Regions from separate parts of the Rattus norvegicus genome. Here region 1 is linked to region 2. The links are chromatin contacts, called in public Hi-C maps. All regions are on one chromosome and are shown on one strand. Each heading gives the region's core, a stretch centred on a gene start, on an enhancer-like site or on the middle of the called end of the contact. The rest is flanking DNA. Distances are from core to core; before and after follow the strand shown. Region 1 has its middle 260 kb from the start of Asap1. Region 2 has its middle 170 kb from the start of Asap1.

Region 1 (6,033 bases), core at 1,092-3,591, 92 kb after region 2:
TTTGTTTTTCTTCCCCCTGGGTTATCTTTCTTATCATCCAATAAGCATTGAATGTTTTACCTGCTGCTCAAATGCAGGGATAGGAACACAGGATACCAGGATATATGGAGACCAGAAAAACGAACAAGATGAAAAAAAAAAACCTCTATTGTTAAAAATTCAGCATTAGGGCTGGAGAGATGGCTCAGTAGTTAAGAGCACCGACTGCTCTTCCAGAGGTCCTGAGATGAAATCCCAGCAGCCACACGGTGGTCACAACCATCTGTAATGAGGTCTGATGTCCTCTTCTGATGTGTCTAAAGACAGCTACACTGTATTTGTATATAATAAATAAATAAATAAATATTTAAAAAATTCAGCATTAACTTTGTTCCTCATTGTGCACCCAATTTTGGCAGCATCTGCTTGGAAGTCAGAGGAGCTGGTTTGAATAATAATTGTGAGGTATTGGGCTCATCAGTTGACACACACGTATGATTCTCTCTCACCTACAAAACAGAAGCAATTATTCTTAAACGATGGCTTACTTGAGGTTTATAAAAGACAACATCAGTTATGCTATCAGCACAGTGCTGGGTATTATTCGTGTTCCTGCCTGAACAGACTTCCAGCTTCTATGGGCATTGCATTTCTCTACCTGTTAGGAAGTTTCCAGGACTTTCAGGCTGTGTTATTTCCCAGAAGTTCTCACAGGACTCAACGATGCTGTAATTATTACCAACATCATCGTCATTATAATGGTATTGATCAAATGTTCCTCAAAGACCAAATTTCATGACTTGAAACCCCAGTCTTCAAGGTGGTGGTATGTCCCCCACCATGAATCATATCACCCACCATGAATCATATTGTTACCATAGATTGTGGACTATAGCCTTGAGCTTAATATGGGGAATTCCAAGAGAGTAGACCTAGAACAAGGGATTAAATATATATTCTCTTTCTCTGCTTCCTTTCCCTCTCATTTGCTCTTCTCTTCTCCTCTCCTTTCATATCTCCTGCCTCCCTCTCCCTCTCTCGGTGAGTCTCACTGGTTTACTCTGCGGTTTGGGCATAGGGCCATATGTATGCTCTATCACCAAGTTAATCTCGGGTCCTTCACATGCCTTTATGTTGTCATACAACCCACCTCTTTATCCTGGTCAAGCCCATAGTGCTCTGACAACTCTCTCAACAGTTTTTACCTTCTCAACCTCCTGTATAGAGGAAGAACTTCCAAAGGCGGGATGGGGACATCAATTTGTCTATAAGCTGTGCAGGGATAAAAATGCAGTAGAGACTGAGGGGAAGAGCCAACCAGCTTGAGACCCAGTGCATGTGATAGCCAAGCCCAGACACTATTAATGATGCTCTGCTATACTTGTAGACAGGAGCCTGGCATAACTGTCTCTTGAGAAGCTTCATCCCAGCAGTGGATGAAAACAGATGCAGAGAAATACAGCCAAAGATCAGGAGGGGCCTCTGAGAATGTTGTGGAAGAGTGGGGAACAGAATTGAACTGGCAGGAGGGGTCAAAGACACCACACAAAGGCCTACAGTGTCAATGAACCTGGACTCAGGGGAGCTTACAGAGATTGGGCCACTAACCAAAGAGCATGCAGTGGCTGGACCTAGACCCTTTGCATATGTGTAGCATATGTCCAGCTTGGTCTTCATGTGGGCCCCTTAATAAATAGTGCAGGGGCTATTTATGACTCTGTTACCTCCTTTTGGATCACCTTCCCCTAACTGGACTGCTTGGTTGGGTCTCAGTGGGAGAGGAGGCGTTTAGTCCTGCTGGGACTGGATGGCCCAGGGTGGGGTGGTACCCAAGGGAGGCTCCCTGTTCTTTGAGGAGAAGGGGAGGGGACAGTGGAGGAGGGATTTGTGAAGGTGGGACTGGGAAGAAAGGAAGGAGGGGGGAATGTAAAGTGAATAAAAAATAAATTATTGAAGAAAAAAATAACTTAGGTTTGTCTCCCTGCTCTTTGCAGTTCACTTCCTTTACATTCCAGACTAGACACTTGGCTTGCTCTTGAATCTCATTCATTGTCCTCATCTTTCTTTCCCTCATCTGAGTGAGGGAACTCAGTGCTCTCCTGAGGGTCTCTTACTCCTGCACCTCCTTCCTACCCTTATCACCAAGATGGCTGCTTAGGTGAGCCTGTCCCCTCCCTTGTACTCGCACAGATCAACCCTTACTGATCTCTCCAGCTAAGTCTTTTGAAGTCTTTCCCTCAAGCTGTCTTGGCAAACGGGGGCTTTAGTTTCCTGGCCCCTTGCCGGTCACTTTCTTCCCTGTCTTCTGAATCCAAGTTGTTATTCTCATAGGATTACTCATTCCTCTGGTATTTTCTCCCTCCATCTGGACTGCTTGCTCTCTCTGTCCCTCTCCTATACCCATCACTATTCAATCACCAGTGCAGGCCACTCCCCTGGCCGGTCACTATCCAATCAACAGTGCAGACCACTCCCCCTTGGCACAAATGAACCATTCTCTCCCTTTGTCTCGGCGAAGCTTTCACAGTCCTCTCTCATGCTTCCATGATGTCTCGGAGGATTTGATGGCTGAAGCTTTTTGAACATTAGTGTAGATGTTAGCATGCCTGGGCCAGACACCATGAAAGACACATAGTATGTAATTTTCAACTCAATTAAACAGGGAACAAATGGCAAAATCACAGCTTGAACTCCACATATTAGAGTCTTGTGTACTGGCCTTTGTTTAATATAGTGGTTCTCAACCTTCCTAATGCTACGGCCCTTTAATACAGTTCCTCAGTTTTGGTCACACTCCTGCCCCCGACCATAAAGACCATAAAATCATTTCAATGCTACCTCATCACTGTAATTTTGTTACTGTTATGAATCATAATGTAAATATCTGTGTTTTCTGATGGTCTTAGGCGACGTCTGTGGTTGTCTGACTCCCAAAGGGGTTGCAACCCACAGCTTGAGAACTGCTGCTTTAGGGTTGGTCATTCCTGAACATGTGGGATTCGATTTCAGATTCTTACTTTCTTCGTTTCTATAGGCAGTGGCTTTTAAATGGAAAATATTTGAATTTAATGTTCAACTCCCTTGTAGCTACTTCCCGACTCCTCCCATTGATTTTGGTTTTCTTCATCAACCATTCCTTCCTTCCTTGCTGTACCCTCTGCTCAGGAATCACCAGGCTGCTGTCACTTTGTCATGCTGTACCCAGCTGTAAAGCAAACAAAATACCCCCGGGAGCCTCTGTTTTATGAGTGAATTTTATTATGTTTGAGCTTTGGAAGCCGGTTGTCACTTTCTAGCTGTGCTTTAACATAGTGGTGTTTTTCCATTATCATTTTTACTGCAGGAAAGAAACCCCAGGGGTCTAAGACACTGCCACCTGGTGGTTAAGTGGAAAATAACACATCTTTTAGGAAAAAAAAAAGGTTACTGAAGGTGAAAACAAAAAACAAAAAACATTTGCTGGTGAACTGAGGGTACAGAGGCTAGAAGAACCACACCGAATTTGTCTGTGAGAGGCTTATGGTAGTGTAAAGCTCATGCCATCTCTACCATCACAGGACAAGTGACACTTGCAGTCTCTGTTTGCAGATCTGGAAATAGACCCTATGAGAGATCAGATTCCAATAGCACAGTATATTGTGGCTTGGGGGATTCATACCCCAAAACGTCTGGCTCCCAAAACCCCTGATTATCTACCACAGATAAAGCCAATCTTTGGGGAGAAATCAGACTCACAGACCTCGTACGTAGGGACGAATTATCAGTAAATTCAAATATTGGGTGGGATGCTACATAGAAGAAAGATTTAGTTCTTGGCCTACAGACATGCCCCCCACAACAAACAGATTAAAACTATGTGTGTTGGCTTGCTTGTTTATTTGTTTTTGTCAACTTGGCACAGACGAGAATCATTTGGGAGGAGAGAACCTCAGCAGAAAAAAAAAAATGGCTTCATAAGCTTGGTCAGCAGGAAAGCCTGTAGGGCATTGTTCTAGTGATTGATTTGGGAGGACCAAACCCACTGTGGGTAGTGTCATCTCAGGGCTGCTGGTCCTGGATGCAGTACAAAGACATGCTGAGCAAAGCCATGAGGGGCAAGCCAGTTAAGCATGACCTCTGCACCAGCTCCTGTTTCTATTGCCGCCCTGTTTGAATCCTTGCCCTGGCTTGCCGTAGTGATATACTGTAATGTGAAACTTGTAGCTAAAAGAAACACTTTACTTTAAAGTTGTTTTTGTTTTATCACAGCAACAGAAACCTAAGGAACTATATAAGAAAATCTTCAACTCAACACAAAAAAGGAGTTGTTGAAACACAAAACCATACATACTGTCCACACAGTGTTTCTTTGTCATCTTCGCTGTGCTGAGTCTTCCCAAGGGGCAAACCATGTCTGACTCTTCTCTGTATCCAGGACCTAGGACAGAGGCTGTGGTATTAGGAATAGACAGAATTCTTGGCCAATGAAACAAAGAGCAGTTACAGATGTTCAAAGGTACCTGAGCTGCTTGGGAGAGGCGAGCATCTTTCTTTGAAAGGGGATGTTTGGATGCATGGAGACTATTTAGAGGGAATGCCCTCAAAAGGGTCTTCCAGCACCAGAGGGGAGGGTCTGTATGAGATATCTGAGGCTGAGCTTCACAGAAGGAAGCCGTGAGGAGCCCCATTGTGTTCAAATACTGGTCTTTAAGTTGGGATAGCAGCCAGGAGCATGTAGGGATAGTTTTTCAAGGCACAATGCCTTTGGCCATGAATCCCTTTTGTAACTTTAGTGTACCATACTGTGAGGCAGAAACTCTGACCTAAGACCCTCTAGATCAGAGAAGCTAGTGTTCCATTGTCCCATACCTGCAAGCTCTCCATTTCCTTTCACATAAGGCACAGTCTACACATCATGATGAAACTTTTCTCGGTGGTGCCCAGATGATGAGACTGGGAAGTAGGGGCGCTTACTGAGTCATTGAATACAATGGCATTTTGAATCTATCTTTAAACAACTACCAAGAGTGCTTTGGGCAGCAGGGCATTATGTTTCCCCCATTTAATCCATATGGCTGACCATATTGTGTGCCCACCAATCCCACCCCCATGCTATTATCTAACTACCCTTTTCCCTAAGCGGGAGGCTACATTTCCATGTCTCATGTTCCTTTGATGGACTTGCTGAGATGACGGACTTTGGCTTCTATCAAGTGTGTGGACACACAGAAGCAGAATCAAGTAAATCTTAGTGGCATTTCTTATGTTTTTGGAAAGGAGAGTTAACTTCAGGCAGCAACCAGATGTGGAAGGAGAGAACTGTGGGACAGACCTGAACTTGACTACACTTGTAAGCAGCTGCTCCAGACAACTAGGTGATTTATAGACCTGTGAGTGAGAAAAATATTTATGGCATATCTCTGATATTTTTGGCATTTGAGAAGAATAAAATTATTGTACCAAGCAAACTGATGTATTCCAGAAGAGGTAGGGCCAGTGAATGGCAGCTATAGAGAGATACGTTCAACAAGTGTTCCAAATTCTTATTTCTATAAAGGAAGGATGGGGTTGAGTTTTTTTTTTTTTGGGTACATTGGGTGATTTGAACATGGGAGCCTGGGGGCTACAACTGTAGGTGGGAAGATTTGCTTCATACAACAGAAATGATGTATGTGTAGTTCCATGGGCTAACTGAATGGCAGGGAGAGAGGGGAGAGGGAACTAGACAAAAGAAGGTAAGGCAGAAAATAAAGGTGATAGAGGGATGCTGTGGAAGATGATGAGTATATATTGAATCTTGTTACTTCAAAATTCATAGGCTGAAGCAAGCTCTAACCATTGATATGATGGTAAGATGATACCTTTAGTTAGGTTCCTGAAGTTAAACAAAATTGCAATGGACATGTTTTAAGTTAATAGAGTCAATTAGCCTTAGGAAAGATGAAAGAGAGGGTGGTGTGTGTGTGTGTGTGTGTGTGTGTGTGTGTGTGTGTGAAAGAGAGACAGAGTCAGAGATACAGAGAGAGATTGAGCTTTTTCTCTGTATACTCTGAAAAAAGGCCATGTGAAGATCTA
Region 2 (6,656 bases), core at 3,692-6,191:
CTGCCTGTAGAGATAATATCTTGTGTAATATAGAAAAGCATTTATTTTTCAATTAAAAACATTTAACTGGGCATGTGATTTTAGAGGATTAGAGTCCAAGCTGGTGGAAGGAAGAGACAGTTATAGCATGGTGTTTTCTGTAAGTTGCATGTTTTTTCTCTCATACTCCTCCTCATGGAATAGCAACTCTGAGACTTAAATGCACTTAGAAACATCTTGGCCATAAGCTTTGGCTCATTCTCCAACTAGCTCATAACTTAATTATCTTGTTATTTTAATATTTGTATGTCACATGTCAGTTTCCTTTGATCTGTTTTCATGTGTCTGCCCTCCTCCAGTTTCTGGGTTAATTCTGCATCTGGCTATTTCCCAGAATCCTTTACCTCTACCTCTACCTCTACCTCTGTCTCTCCTAATTTTCCTACCTATTTCATGTGTTTGTCCTCCTTCAGTTTCTGGGGCAATTCTCTTGCACCTGCTATTTCCCAGAATCCTCTACCTCTGCCTCTATCGCTCCCAAATTTCTTACCTTCTGATCCAGGCTCAGCTTTTAGCCAAGGTGTTTGTAAGTGTATTTAACTCTCAGAGTTGTTATTCCATGAGCAGGAGCATGGGAGGAAAACCATGTAACCTACAGAAAACACTATATTATAACTGTCTTTTCCTTCCACCATCCTGAACTCTAATCCTCTGAAGCCATAAGATCAATTAAATGTTTTCTTTTATAAGTTGCCTTGGTCATGTTATATTATTACAACGATTGAAGATATATATATATATATATATATGTATATATATGTGTGTGTGTGTGTGTGTGTGTGTGTGTATACTAATTGTATACCACGTTGTAGAAAGAGTGTTAAACTAAGGAATCAAGGATGAACACCATCATATTATACCTTAGCAGGAAAACATGAATGAATGAATGAATAAATGAATGAATGAATGGCTACTCCTCTGGTTTTATTACTTTAGTTTCCAAATTAGTAAACAGGACACTCAAACCTGAGATCTCCCTTGGGGTCACTGTTGCCTGCTAAGAGAATCTGGAGTCCTTGCAAGGTACAGGTGGGAGTTTAAAAAGAGCTGGGAGTGGGGTTAACATTTGCAGAGAATGCAAAACCAAGAGTGAAGCAGAATTAAAATTTCTTTCCTAAGTTCCTAGGAAAAGGGAAAGATATAGAATATTGAGAGTATCTAGATATTGAGATATCTAGAATATTAAGAGCCACTGTGGTTGAGTCCAAGACAAAGTCTGGCTGCCCCAGCAGGTGTTTTTGAACTTGACTTCCAGCTTTGGCTGTGATCAGCAGTCAGTTCACAGTCAGGTGTCCTTTTGAAACAACAGTGACTCCATTCTTCAATGTGACAGCGATGTCATCTCACCAGGAGTCCAAGATTTAGACCTTGAACAGGAAAGCCCTTTGCTTGGTCCTGGACTAACATACATGAAAGCCTGCATACTCATCCTCTAGGCTTATAAACACTCCATTTTAACTCCATTCTAACACACACACACACACACACACACACACACACACACACAGAAGCACACACACACAGGCATGCACACACACGCACCCACACACAGTGTATGCAAATGAGTCAGAGTAAATGTAATATTGAAATAAGTCTTTGTGAACTAATTAAGAGCCATTGCCTCCATTAACAACTCTCCTATGATTATCCTGTAAGCCACATAGCAGCTTAGCTTTCTGGACTCTTCTATTCTATTTGGCTGGTGCACATTTGTTAGTAATCACTGAACAGTATTAATATCTCCTTGCTGCCAGTGGAGCAATTACCTTACTGATCTGAACCTTGTGTATCTGTGTATCCCTCTCTCTCTCAATCCTTCCTCCAAACTAAAGTCTGAGTAATCATTCCACATGTCACTGTTCTATTCTTTGTTTAAGACACTTTGGAGATCTTGCGTTGGCCTTATTACAACATAGTCTTTTTAGTCTGCCTTGTAGTCTCTCTATGACCCAACCCTACTTCTCCAGACTCTCTGAGGCCCCACCAACATCTCCCACGGTGTTCAAGACACACAGATCTTATATTCTCTGGTTCTTCAAGACAACCGTTGTCTCTTCTCTTCAGCTCACTCCTGTCCCTTGTCAGTCCTGTTCCAAATGAATACTCTCTCTTCTCCTGAGGTCTCAGCACTGCTAACTGCTACTTTCCTTATGAAAGTAGCTGGATTCCCTCATCAGATTTTAATAAAAATTAAAATATTTTATTTTAATACATGTACAACACCTGCCCTCAAAAGTGTTCACTCTCTTAGGGGATCCATGTCTGTCAGGCTCACCTTGTGTTTCCACTATTTTCCACAATACCAAGAATACAGAGTAAACTCAATATGAACCATAATTCTCCCATTAGGACATGCGTTTCTTAAAAGTATCCACCAGTATCATCGGTACCATTGTGTGGGGTATAATTTAGTGCTAAGTGAATTATTATTGTAACTGTGAATGGAGATGGAGCTAGATATGTGATAACGGGTCAGTTCCACACTTGTTCTTCACTGATGAGATCTTGAACAGATCACTGTCTGTATTAGGGTTCAGTTTTCTCACCTATAGACTAGGCTATGTGGAAGCATCGCACCAAAGTGGAAGGCAGAAGTATGCTTCGCAGTGGTTGATAGGCAGCAGTGGAACCAGCCAAAAGAGACACGAAGATGATGCAGGGAGGAAATGCCTAGACAAGAACCAGCAGACTGCTGAGAGGTAATTCCATAGAAGAAACAAGAACCAGAATTTGTTTCTAGTGCCCGTTCTCAGAACCTGAGAGCATCTAAGATGCTGTAGGCATTTTGTCTGATAGAAAGATTCATGTGAAGTTGGTCTCATTTCCCTCTTCTCTACAGATTTCTGAGAAGAGCCACTTGCCTGAAATCATACAAGCGCTAAGCCAGAATTATAGCTCATCTCATACAAGTCCTGAGTTTATATTCTTTTCCCTGTCCTGTCCTGTCTCTGGGGAAGGTGACCACAAAGACCTGAAATTCATTCTATGTATGTATGTATGTATGTATGTATGTATGTATGTATGTATGTATCTATCTATCTATCTATCTATCTATCTATCTATCTATCTATCTATCTGTATATGTGTGTATTATACATGTATGTATGTATGTATGTATGTATGTATGTATGTATGTATGTATGTATGTGTGTATGTATGAATGCATGCTAGCCCAGCACCTGGCAGACATGGCATGCAGTTATTAGTCATTGGAGATTATTTGGTCCTCATCATGCTTAGTGCATGTTCTGAACTTATGATTCTGCTAGATCCCACCTAGTTCTAGGATTCAATATGAGAAGATGAAAGGTTACAGCGTGCTTCCTCAAGCCATAATTCCTGTGTCATTTGCATATTTCTATAAGACAAAGTGACCAGCTTCAGCTTCTACAAACACACAAATAATAGTTTGCTATATGACCATCATATTTAAAATCAAAGTTGGCTCCTGCTGAGTCTCAGTGTCCTAGAGCGTGAGAGGTACATTCACTTCTCAGTTGAGCAACTACTCTATAGGTACCCAGGATTCATTATCATTCAGTGAGAGTCAGCACTGTGCCCAGGGCATTGCTAAAGCTGTCCTTACAATGCCTCTGATCCTGGCCGAGAACTAGAAAACAAAGAGAGAGAGCCTAGGTCATTTACTTGTGTGCAGTTGGCCCTGGCCCTGGCTGTGTCAATATCCTTCTTGCTTTGCCTAAGCACAGGCTTAGTCATAGCTCAGTTACTCATCTCCAGGAGACGTTGGGAAGTGGAGATGTTGAAGGATTCTTGCAGGCCAGGATACGGTGCTTCTCCTATAAGTCAGAAACGGACTTGGCAATTTGGTCCAGTTTAAGACGTGAAAGGGAAGTGTTGACACAAGGCAGATGTTTACATTAGTGACCCTTGTAAGGTCCCTGTGGTCTTCGCATGTGCTTGTCAGTTCCATGTGGAGTAGCATTGTGGGGAGGTTTTTGATCTGGAGTCTGAAACTCCATGTTCAATTGTTGCCCTGCTGTTACTAGGTATGGGGCTGGCTGGGTAGGACACTGCTTTCTCTGAGGTTGACCTCCTCCTTGTCATAGGGTTTAATTGAGATAATAATAAAAAGAGCTTTGGTGCGCTATGAATATTTAATTGTTGGACAAATCATGTAAGAAAAAGTGTTGACTCAGGCTTTTGCCACCAGCTGTTACTTGGACAAGGTCACTTCCTGGCCTTTTCCCTGTGTCTAATGTTCTTTCCTTCCCTCCTAAACCCACAAGCAAATATGAGGCATGTAGACACAAACTCCCTATAGGAATACTTATAAAGGTTATTAATGCAGCCATTTTCCATTAACACAAACAAATAGTCTAGAAACATCTGGGGCACATGCATCAGGAATCTGCCCTGTGCTGACATTCCGTTTTCCAACCCAAAGGCATGCTGGACCCACTTCTGTGTCCTTGAACAAAGCAGGAGGGGTCCTAAGCCCGCCAGGACTTCCTCTGCCCCCTCTCTCATTTTCACTCCTGAAAAGCTCAGAGGCACCAGCAGCCAAGTAGCACTTGGGTGGGCTGGTAATGAAAACCCATCCCTGGCTGGGGACAATTCCCTCTCTGCCAACTCTCAGGCCTGTGCATGAGCCTTGATTCGCCTGGCAGAGATTTGTTCTGGGAGCGGCTGCTAGAACCCTAGCATGCAGAAGGGAGGTATATTCGGGCCACACTGTACTTCCTGTTCAGAAAAGGTCATGCATGGGGTTGAGTCCTTCTTCCATTAGGGGCTTGCAGGAGTTTCCCCTTGGGTCCCTGTTCCAATGCTCCGAGGAGCTAAAACAGCATCTGTCAGCTGAGATATGACTCAGCTAACAGAGCTGGTCTCCTGGGGCCTGATGGGCTCTGGATGAAACAAATATGTCTGATGATCCTGCCCTGTGTTGTGGGAGATGGAAAGATGCTGTGTGCTGAACCGTTGGCCCTCACCAGCCACATGCCTCAACCCTCAAAGGCGCTGCTTCAAGGATAGCTCTCACAAATGAGGTCATCTCCAAAGAGGTTCTAGTTTACAGACCCGGAGTCTGAGGCACAGCAAGAGGAAGTGATGTGTGCAGAGTGACTTATTTTGGAGGCTAAAGTTCACTCACCGTTGTGTGGAAGGATAAGGAGGATAAGTGTCAGGCTCACTCCTGGTTTCCTGTGATCAGGTATGGTGTCTGATCAGTCTAATCATGAAGAAGCAGAGAACCTGCCTGACCGCATGTTTTTGGTATGTGTGTGCGAGTGTGGGCTACACAAAGCTAAGAAAAATGCTCACCAGTCCCCTATGAGAAGGGCTTTTGCAGTGGGCTGTGGAGAGCTGGAGAAGAGGAAAAGTTTGAGGGAGCCATGCTGGGGGGAGGAACAAAAGTCAGGAGCCTAGAGATTCCTTAGACATAAACCTTGGATTTTGACTTTTCTGTGAAGTGACTGACTTTGCTACTCTCTCTGGAAATGTGCTGGGGCTGTCAAATCCATCACCCTGCCTGTATACTGTGAGAACTCCAAACAGCTGCCGAATAAAACAAATGACCTCTCCCTGAGACATTTTCAGTTGTTAGCAGCTTTCTGCCTCTGGCTCCATTGTCCTCTAAGTTATCTTCCTGTCTCCCTCTGCCAGTTTCACATCTGCTTCTAGGTGAGTCTCCAGGGAGTACATTTCTATCCTGATACTCTTGCCCAGTGCTTTTTCATAGCTTAGGGAAGCACAAAATATGGGAGGACACAACCTCAGTAGCTTTATGTGTCTTGGACCCCGACATCTTGTCTATAATAGCCGAGTGGAAGATGGCATAGCTGCCAGGACTCTATTGTGGTTGCTAAATTAGTGGAAGCATGGTGAGGCTATGCCCATAAACCCATCTGCTAGCCATCTCTCATGATTCCGGTATCCATGGCAATGCCCTCCTCCATACAGGGATGGTGATGTCAGGTGTGAAGTTTGACCAGGCCCCCTGCACTGGCCCTTCTACTTTCCAATTCTTTCAGTTCTCTTAAGCGACTGTGAAGAACCATGTTTCTGCTTCACTGCTGTGCAGCCTTCTTTTATCATTTCTTCCCATTTTTCTTCCCCCTACCTCTCTAACCACTGGGCTCCCTGAGGTTATGACATGCTATTTCCTCCATCTTATCTTTATCGAACACACTCTGAGTCAGCAATAACTGATTTTCCAAACCTGAAAGTTAGCCAAAAAAAAACCCTTTGTCCCAGATAAAAGGGAAGTTGCCTCGGTTGGACGGAAGAAGGTGGATGGTATACAGAGAGAAGGGCTTATCTTGCCTTTCAGATAACAAGTGGTGGACCAGTAAGCTTCTGCTCTTGCTTGATGGAGATGAAGGGCTTCAGTGGAAGAACCACCCTTGAAATCTGAGGGGCTTGGTTCTGCCTGTTCCCTGACTATAACCTCGTGTGACTTATTTTTCCTTCTTTCTGACTCATCTTAAAGGAGGGATGGCCAAAATGTCCTCTAGGGTTCTGTTTGGCTGTGACTTCCTGTGACCTCTGGTCAAATGAATACCATCTGTAAGTTGAGGCCCCTAAACCAGAGGATGGTGAGTCACAGTTGATTGTTCTGTGACTCTCTCCAGGGTCTGCAGCTGCCCTTGGCTTCTCAG

Evidence for each region. A called contact is a pair of places that touch in the nucleus more often than the background predicts.
Region 1: a Hi-C map of the A7r5 cell line shows a contact between it and region 2, with 1.8 times the contacts expected there. The contact joins two enhancer-like sites. A contact is called at or near these places in 3 of 12 Hi-C or Micro-C datasets (the A7r5 cell line, liver and psoas muscle).

The regions. Positions count from the first base shown.
Region 1 is chr7:98,243,765-98,249,797 of GRCr8, forward strand. No RefSeq gene overlaps it. Among named protein-coding and RNA genes, the nearest start is that of Asap1, 260 kb to the left of the region's middle. Within about 2 kb of position 2,342, at least 12 of the 93 cell types and tissues checked have an H3K27ac peak or open chromatin away from gene starts, as enhancers often do. A contact at or near this core is called in the A7r5 cell line, where this site is marked.
Region 2 is chr7:98,149,485-98,156,140 of GRCr8, forward strand. No RefSeq gene overlaps it. Among named protein-coding and RNA genes, the nearest start is that of Asap1, 170 kb to the left of the region's middle. Within about 2 kb of position 4,942, at least 9 of the 93 cell types and tissues checked have an H3K27ac peak or open chromatin away from gene starts, as enhancers often do. A contact at or near this core is called in the A7r5 cell line, where this site is marked.